Linked DNA regions of Pan troglodytes: region 1 is linked to region 2. Evidence: chromatin contacts called from public Hi-C data. All regions are on one chromosome and are shown on one strand. Each heading gives the region's core, a stretch centred on a gene start, on an enhancer-like site or on the middle of the called end of the contact. The rest is flanking DNA. Distances are from core to core; before and after follow the strand shown. Region 1 overlaps CREB3L2 (cAMP responsive element binding protein 3 like 2). Region 2 overlaps DGKI (diacylglycerol kinase iota).

Evidence for each region. Hi-C and Micro-C count contacts between places; a contact is called where the count stands out from the background.
Region 1: a contact with region 2 is called in a Hi-C map of induced pluripotent stem cells, with 4 times the contacts expected there. The contact joins two enhancer-like sites. A contact is called at or near these places in 5 of 7 Hi-C or Micro-C datasets (blood, induced pluripotent stem cells, a lymphoblastoid cell line and 1 more).

The regions. Positions count from the first base shown.
Region 1 is chr6:153,262,001-153,266,035 of NHGRI_mPanTro3-v2.0_pri, reverse strand. It overlaps CREB3L2 (cAMP responsive element binding protein 3 like 2), which reads left to right. Exons shown (of 12, transcript XM_001148336.7): 8 at 186-254. Among named protein-coding and RNA genes, the nearest start is that of DGKI, 50 kb to the right of the region's middle. Within about 2 kb of position 2,340, at least 6 of the 24 cell types and tissues checked have an H3K27ac peak or open chromatin away from gene starts, as enhancers often do. A contact at or near this core is called in induced pluripotent stem cells, where this site is marked.
Region 2 is chr6:153,021,696-153,025,597 of NHGRI_mPanTro3-v2.0_pri, reverse strand. The region is part of intron 3 of DGKI (diacylglycerol kinase iota); the gene reads left to right. Among named protein-coding and RNA genes, the nearest start is that of DGKI, 190 kb to the left of the region's middle. Within about 2 kb of position 2,082, at least 2 of the 24 cell types and tissues checked have an H3K27ac peak or open chromatin away from gene starts, as enhancers often do. A contact at or near this core is called in induced pluripotent stem cells, where this site is marked.

The DNA of each region.
Region 1 (4,035 bases), core at 1,091-3,590, 240 kb before region 2:
GCCTTTTTTTTTTTTTTTTTTTTTCTTAAGTCTCTTCATCCTTCTTTCAATACTTTCCCACACTTCCATGGGGTGGCAGATCCCCCCAACCCTCCTTTTCCTCATCCCCACCTACCTCCACCCTAGCTCCTAGCTTAGTGTTTGCTCTATGGATAATAATTTTCTTCTTTCTCCCTCCTTTGTAGAGTGGAGTCTTGTTCAACTGAGAACTTGGAGCTTCGGAAGAAGGTAGAGGTTCTAGAAAACACTAATAGGTAAGTGTCAGTGGACTGAGAGCTGATTGCGCTACCAATGGAAGGTGGGGAAGGAAGAGGATAGAATCCAGAACCAGGGATGGCAGAAAAGTGGAGGAGGTCACAGTGAAAGTGCAGTTGTGCTGAGATGCTCAGCATGGCCAAACTCCACCCACCCGCTCCTGCTACACACACACGCATGCACACCTGCTACTCTTGCACACATACAAACACATATGCACACATGCTCTCATGTTCACATCCACAATACACATATGTACACACTCTCATATGCACATACATGTACACATACATGCATATTCTTTACTTTTCCTAAATGATACAGGATTGAAGAAGAAGCTGATCATGACAAGTACTATGACTAGGGGGTTAAAAAAGAGGCTTGGAGGAGCATAAGATCAACAAGCCTGATTCTCCTGAAAATGACATCAAAATTTAGAGGTGAACAAGGAGGCACTGGCCACTTCATTATAATCTAATTTTAGTAGCAAATGATACTTATTAGTTTAAAAACAGAGAAAATCATTGGTATTTTTTTTTTCTTTTTTTTGAGACAGAGTCTTGCTCTGTCGCTCAGGCTGGAATGCAGTGGCATGATATCGGCTCACTGCAAGCTCTGCCTCCCGGGTTCAAGTGATTCTCCTGCCTCAGCCTCCTGAGCAGCTGGGACTACAGGCACGCGCCACCACGTCCGGCTAATTTTTGTATTTTTTTTTTTTTAGTAGAGATGGGGTTTCACCATGTTGGCCAGGATGGTCTCAATCTCCTGACCTCATGATCCGCCCCCACCTTGGCCTCCCAAAATGCTGGAATTACAGGTCTGAGCCACTGCTCCCGGCTGAAAATCATTGTTTTTTAAATTAGTTTTTAAAAATTAGCTAGTTTATTAATTGCATTTCAAACCCATTTTACAAAAATTGTAATGGTACCAAGTTGATAAATTCCTCTAGCACTTGCTGTGCCAAGTGCTATTTTAAGCACTTTACAGCTATGAACTCATTTAGCCCTATGAGGTGCCATTATTGTCATCCTCACTATATAGAGGAAGTAACTGAAACTCGGAAAGTTTAGGTGATTTGTCCAAGGTCACACAGTAACTGCTAAAGCTGCATTTGAACCCAGGCAGTCTGGCTCTGGAGCCTGGATATGGGAGGAGTATATGGAGGTTTATGCTGGCTCATATGCAAGAGAAAGGGGTGAAAGTGCAGGGTTAAGAAACTGGCTTTTGGGGAGTTTCATCCAGAATGTATGTGTTCATGTGCACACATGATACATACCTGTGCTGTGACAATTATTTCTTAGAGACTCCTGTCACCCTGAGTGTTAGAGATCCAACAAATTAAGCGGAGAAAAATGGACTTACTGTGTAAACAAAAATTTAATCAGATTAAGGGTCAGTGTTAATGCCCAATAACAATTGTGCAAATATTAAGGGATCAGTTTAAATCTCTTTGCATGTTATTTGATAATAACAAATGAATTTAATTCCCGTTTCCTGATTCTTCATGGTTTGTTGCTCAAAAAGCCAGCTAATATAGACATAAGCTAAAACTACCGCCAGTGGGATCCCCCTGAAATTTTCTCTGCATTTCTGGGAATGTGTGCTCAGATAGCAGTCAGGGGCAGTTCACCCCAAGTGCTCTGTAAGACAGACTGCCCAAAGGGAGGAAGTGCCACCAACTTAGTGTGGCATTACCTTGATCTCATGAGGCAAGGGAGCTGGTTTCACTGCTTGCCTTTGGTCGTTAGTCTCCTGGGGCTTCCTCTCTTTTTATCTCCACTTCCTCTCCCCTGGGGGGATTGCCTGAGGCGGCTCTGGTTCTCTGGATCCTGCTCCCCGAGCCAGCATATGTATGCATGTTTTTAGCATCCTCAGCCGATAGGCGTTCCCGGCACCCATCCTGGCACTTGCTTCCGCAGCAGCCCCATGTTCATGGGTGGGTGGGACAAATCCTGGCCAAGAATTGGCGAAAAAGGGAAGAGCAAAGACCTCCTTGGAGTTTGTGTTCAGGTTTCGTCCTCTACAGGCTCCGTGTCAGGCCTTCCCTGGGCCACATGGGGGCAGCAGAGGCACAGCAGGGATGTGCTGGGGCGATGTCCGGGTGTGTGAGGGAGAAGGACCGACCCCCTACCTTGCCTGGGAAGTCTCTCCTCTCCTCTGCAGGTGGACTGTGCTGCTTGTTCCTTCCTTCCTTCCTTCCTTCCTTCCTTCCTTCCTTCCTTCCTTCCTTCCTTCCTTCCTTCCTTCCTTCCTTCCTTCTCTTTCCTTTTTCTTCCTTCCTTTTCTTTCTTTCTCTCTTTCTCTTTCTTTCTTTTTTTCTTTTTTCTTCCTTTCTTCCTTCCCTTCCTTCCTTTCCCCTTCTCCTTCCTTTCTCCCTCCCTCCCTCCTTCCCTCCTTCCTTCCTTCCTTCCTTCCTTTCCTTCTTTCCTTTGTCCCTCCCTCCCTCCCTCCCTCCTTCCACATTTTTATTTTTGTTTGCTTGTTTGAATCAGATATCCAAATAAGGTCCATGTGTTCAAACTGTTTGATATGTCCATTACATATCTTTTTGTCTGTAAGTTCTCTTGCATGTCTTTGCTGTTATTTAGTAAAGGCCGAGTCAGTTGTCCTGTAGAGTCTTCCCTGGTCTTAGTTTACCTGTAATGTCCTTGTGGTGTCCGTTAGCACAGTCCTTCGTCCACTACAGACTCTACTTTGTTTGGTTTTGGTTTTTGGTAAGAATTCTTCATAGGTTCCACTACATGCCTCCATCAGAAGGAACATAAAAATTGGTTATTTGGTTCTCCACAATGTATACTTATTGGCTAGAGAGATCAATACATTAGGGGTTTGAAAGTAGCCTTATAGAATTCTATCATTTCTCCTCCAGTTATTAGCAGAATATTTTTCTAAAGCAAGACTCTTCATTGTTAATGAACATGGGTACACAAGTAACCATGAGATGCTGATTTCATTGTCTTTGGGTATATACCAGCAGAGGGATTGCTGGGTTATATGCTAGTTCTATTTTTAATATTTTGAGGAACCTCTACACTGTTTTTCATAATGGTTTTACTAATTTACATTCCCATTAACAGTGTGGAAGGGTTCCCTTTTCTCCACACCCTTGCCAACACTTTTCACGCCTTGTCTTTTTTATAATGATAGTACTAACAGATGTGAAGTGATATCATGTAGGGTTTTGATTTACGTTTCTCTGATGACTAGTGTCAGTGAGCACCTATTCATATACCAGTTGACCATTTTTATGTTTTCTTTAGAGACATGTCTATTCAGATTCTTTGCCCATTTTTTAAAATTGGTTTTTTTTGATATTGAGTTGTATGAGTTCCTCATATATTTTTAATATTAACCCCTCATGATGGTTTATATGGTTTGCAAACATTTTCTCCCAATCTGTGGGCTGCCTTTTCATTTTGTTAATTTTTGTTGTTGTTGTGCAGAAGCTTTTTAGTTTGATATAGTTTTACTTGTTTATCATATGTTTCGACTTAAGGAAGATGCATACATAATATGTGCTCCTTGTAAAAATAATTTAGGAAAAAAAAAGAATCCTTTCACTCAGAGGTATCTTTATGTTTTGGAATATCTTATGTGTATGTATTTATATTGTACATACTTCTTTGTTAAGAACTATTTCCACATAACAAAACACTGGACATATTCTTATACATTTCTACAGGATCTTTGACTCACCATTAAAAATAATCTACCTTGATCAGGCGCAGTGGCTCATGACTATAATCCTAGCACTTTGGGAGGCCGAGGCGGGTGGGTCAC
Region 2 (3,902 bases), core at 833-3,332:
CTTAGCAGAAATCACATATCTTGCTCAAAGGAAGAAAAAAAATAGCTTTCTTGGTACATATAGATCAGGGACTTAGGCAAGGGAGGTAGTTGGGTGGGATAGGATTCAATATTAATCTCTTTATTAGGGACAATTGTATACTCTCTACCACTGCCTGCCACTGATGCCTCTGTCCTCCTCAATCCCCATTCCCTGCTCCAGTGGTCTAAAGCTGTGACAGTTTTTCTCCCTTGCCTGCTATGAGCTGAAGATTGGTGGAGAGCTGTCACTGCTTTCAATGCCAGCAGTGCCTGCAGCATGGGAAATATGTAGGATGTGTTTTCTCTTATAACCACTGTATGGCTGCTGGTGAGATCATGCCCACCATCCTAAAACCTAGCATATATATTATTGTGTTGTTATTAAAGTAAATGTTGGTCATGTTTTTATTAGAACAGTGTAATATAATGGACTGTGATCTATACTGTATTCCATATTGTCTTAGTTTAAATGGATATGTTCCCCCCTCTGCCCACCCCGTACCACACACCTACAAATAAGTTTCTTTTGAATACCAACACCAGCAAAATCAGGAAACCCTTAGTAAGGGTGCTTAGATGCTGTTTGATATTTAAGGCAGTAAGCTCAACTGGCCTTTACATTCATTGATGAGAGCAAATTATTGTTTTTTAAATAATTTTAATTTTTAAACATGTTTCATGTTCTAGGCAATATTTGTTTAAATTGTGTTTTTGTGCTAGGTTCTATAACAACTATGTCCCAATGTAAGGAATAAGAGGTAACCTACTGAATGCTTCTTTTTTGAGATGGAGTCTCGCTCTGTCGCCCAGGCTGGAGTGCAGTGGCGTGATCTCGGCTCACTGCAAGCTCTGCCTCCCAGGTTCACGCCGTTCTCCTGCCTCAGCCTCCTGAGTAGCTGGGACTACAGGTGCCCGCCACCATGCCTGGCTAATTTTTTTGTATTTTTAGTAGAGACGAGCTTTCACTGTGTTAGTCAGGATGGTCTCGATCTCCTGACCTTGTGATCCGCCCGCCTCAGCCTCCCAGAGTGCTGGGATTACAGGCATGAGCCACTGCTCCCGGCCCCTACTGAATGCTTTTAAGTGACTTTTCTTGGTTTAATTTATCACCTTTCATAGAGAAGTAAGCACTGGCTCATATAAGTTATTTGGGAAAAAGTGAATATTTGTAGTATTTAGAATGTCCAGATTCCTGCATCTTACCTTTGTATATAGCTGGGAACTTAAAAATGAAAAATTGCAACCTAACTAAGCACAAAATTCTATGTGTTTTGGGCAATTTCTGTCCGGAAGCTTATTATCCAACTACTTCAAATAACTTTAACCAGTTGAAATGTAGTCATACGCCGTGAAGTCAGTGATTAAAATTTCAGATTTGCTAAAACAGTTTCCCTCAATTAAGGAACTAAAAATCTATTTACTTTTCTACTATGGCAAAAGACCTGGGACCTTTATTCAGAATTTATTTACTTAATTTTACATATGATTGTAAACTGTAATTATCTGATTTCTCAAATTAAAAGCTGTTGAGAAGCTGCCATTTAGGAAATTGAGAGCAACAAAAGACAGCAACACTGACTCAAAAGGAGCTCTACCCAAACAGAAGGACAGGAAAGAGAAAAATGACTGTTCTTTGTACAGTGCATCATGTTGTAGTCTTTATGAAGAAAAATTTAGAATATGGTTTATATATTCTGCCTCAAAAGGCACATAAGTTCATAATATATTTTAAGAGGATCTTTTAAAAATCAATATAGTTCAGTTAAAATCAGTTTTAGAACTTACAGCACTCGACTCCATATATTATCATCTGCGGAACGTTGCACTTCAGTTTTTCCATATGAATGATGTTAGTGCATTTACATGACGTTCCAGAAGGCTGAGAGATAGCATATCTTAATGCACCAGTTCTCAAATTCTTCTAGCCCAGATCCCTTGTGCAAAAGATGTTTTGACTCAGAATCCTGATTTGTAAAACAAAGGAGGAGGCATTGCATTTCATTGAATGCATGAGGCTTCCTGAGTTTTCTCCGCATCTTCCTTCCATCTTCAGTGACTTTCATAACAGACTAAGAAATCCCTGGAACTCCATAGAACTTAATGCAGAGCGTAGTGTCAAGCACGAAGCTAGACTAGGACAGGAGTTATTGGCAAGGAGGGAGGCTTTTCAGGCATCCTTAAATCACACCCTGTAAGTGGTTTCCTACCTGTGGTAATATTGCATTGCTTATCCACAATGTAATTTACTAGGAGTTTCATGGGAAATGAATAGACTAAAATCAACTCCAGTTTCCTTTGTGTCGCTATAACTCTGATTAGCAATGTGACTCAAATGCCCCATGCGTTTTCCACAGGTGGTGCCAAAGCAGTGATTCGCACCAGGATATCCATAGGAAACAGAAGGAAAACCATGATTTGCTTATGGGTGCTCTACCCTGTAGAGCAAAATAGAATTTTTTGATTCTTCTTTTGATTGCTACTGCTGTGTTACTACGATTACTACTGTATATTTTCTTGTTGTTCCTCCCCCTCCTTCTTTTTCTCCTCTTCTTTTCTTTTTTAGTAGTAGAACAAGACACTGTTCAGTAGTGTAGCTAGATGCTTTGGTTTCTTTTATCATTGTTATGTGCAAAAGCAATTGTCAAACGTATTTCATGTGCTACACCATGTTCTTCCCTCAGGAAGAGGAAATCCGAGAGTGATAAAAGCATCTGCAAGCAGAATAAAGGAATCTCAGTCAGTGGATTTCTTCTACAAGTTTCATGGCAGCGGTACTGCAGTGTTTTAGGTTTTTGTTGGTGGCTGATAATGTGTAAATACCCCATGTTGAATGAATGCAGCTGTCCAAGACCTATGAGGCTGCATTTTCTTTCCTAATCCTACCCCTCCAAAGTGGTGGTTTGCAGCTCTTCAAATCTCTGGCCGCAGCAATGCTTTATTTCTTCTCACCTACCTGACACAATTGACTCAAAAATTATACCTCAGCAGGGGAAACCACTCCTCGGAAGGGGAAGGTTGCCAGCAATCTCTAAGAGGACAGGAACTCAGGACCTTTCACACTTGGATGCTTTGATAGCCCATCTGACAGATAGGCTTAGTTATAGTACATTTCTTTCAGGCTCAAACACAGAAATTATTCATACAAATCCTCCTTCCAGTCTGTCCTTTATAGAGAGGGCTGAACTTTCCTATCTTAGATCCTGCATGACACTGGCAGTCATGAAATGTAGATTCTGCTCATTCATCTCTCTCCATGCAGTCCATTTTTTATCATTAGAGAAAAAAGATAAACTTTAAAAAGTTTTATTTCATTATAATTTTAAACTAATACTGACTGTCAGAGAGGCCGAATTGTGTAATGCTTATAAGCATGAGCTCTGAAGCCAGACCACTTGGCCCTGCTGTGCCTTAATTCACTGACCTTGGGCAGTTTTCTCATCAGTGAAATGGAATTAAGAATAGGACCTGTTTCATAGGGTTGTGAGGGTTAAGTGAACTACCATTTGTGAAGTGCTTATAAGAACAGATAGCAAATACTATATTCCTATTAGCAGCGTTTCCTGCTTTTGTTGCTATTCTTATTATTGTTTCCTGGGCGTAAAAGCTGAACTTGCCTTCCTTTACTTCTGGAAGATTTGGGCAGAAACCAAAGTAACTTAGTCTAGACTCATGCCTGGGATAGAAGCCTAAAATGACTGGCCCCTGGAAATCTAGACTCTTTGGCAATAGGTAAAGAATGCCTGTTTTCAACTTAGATCTGAGTTTGGATGTTGGTCTTGCCCCTTAGCTACTTGAGTGATAATGTAGAAAATATTTTAAAATGGAAGAGAATAATGCCTATATTGTAAGGTTCTGAAACTTAGAAATGACAGAACAAAGAGC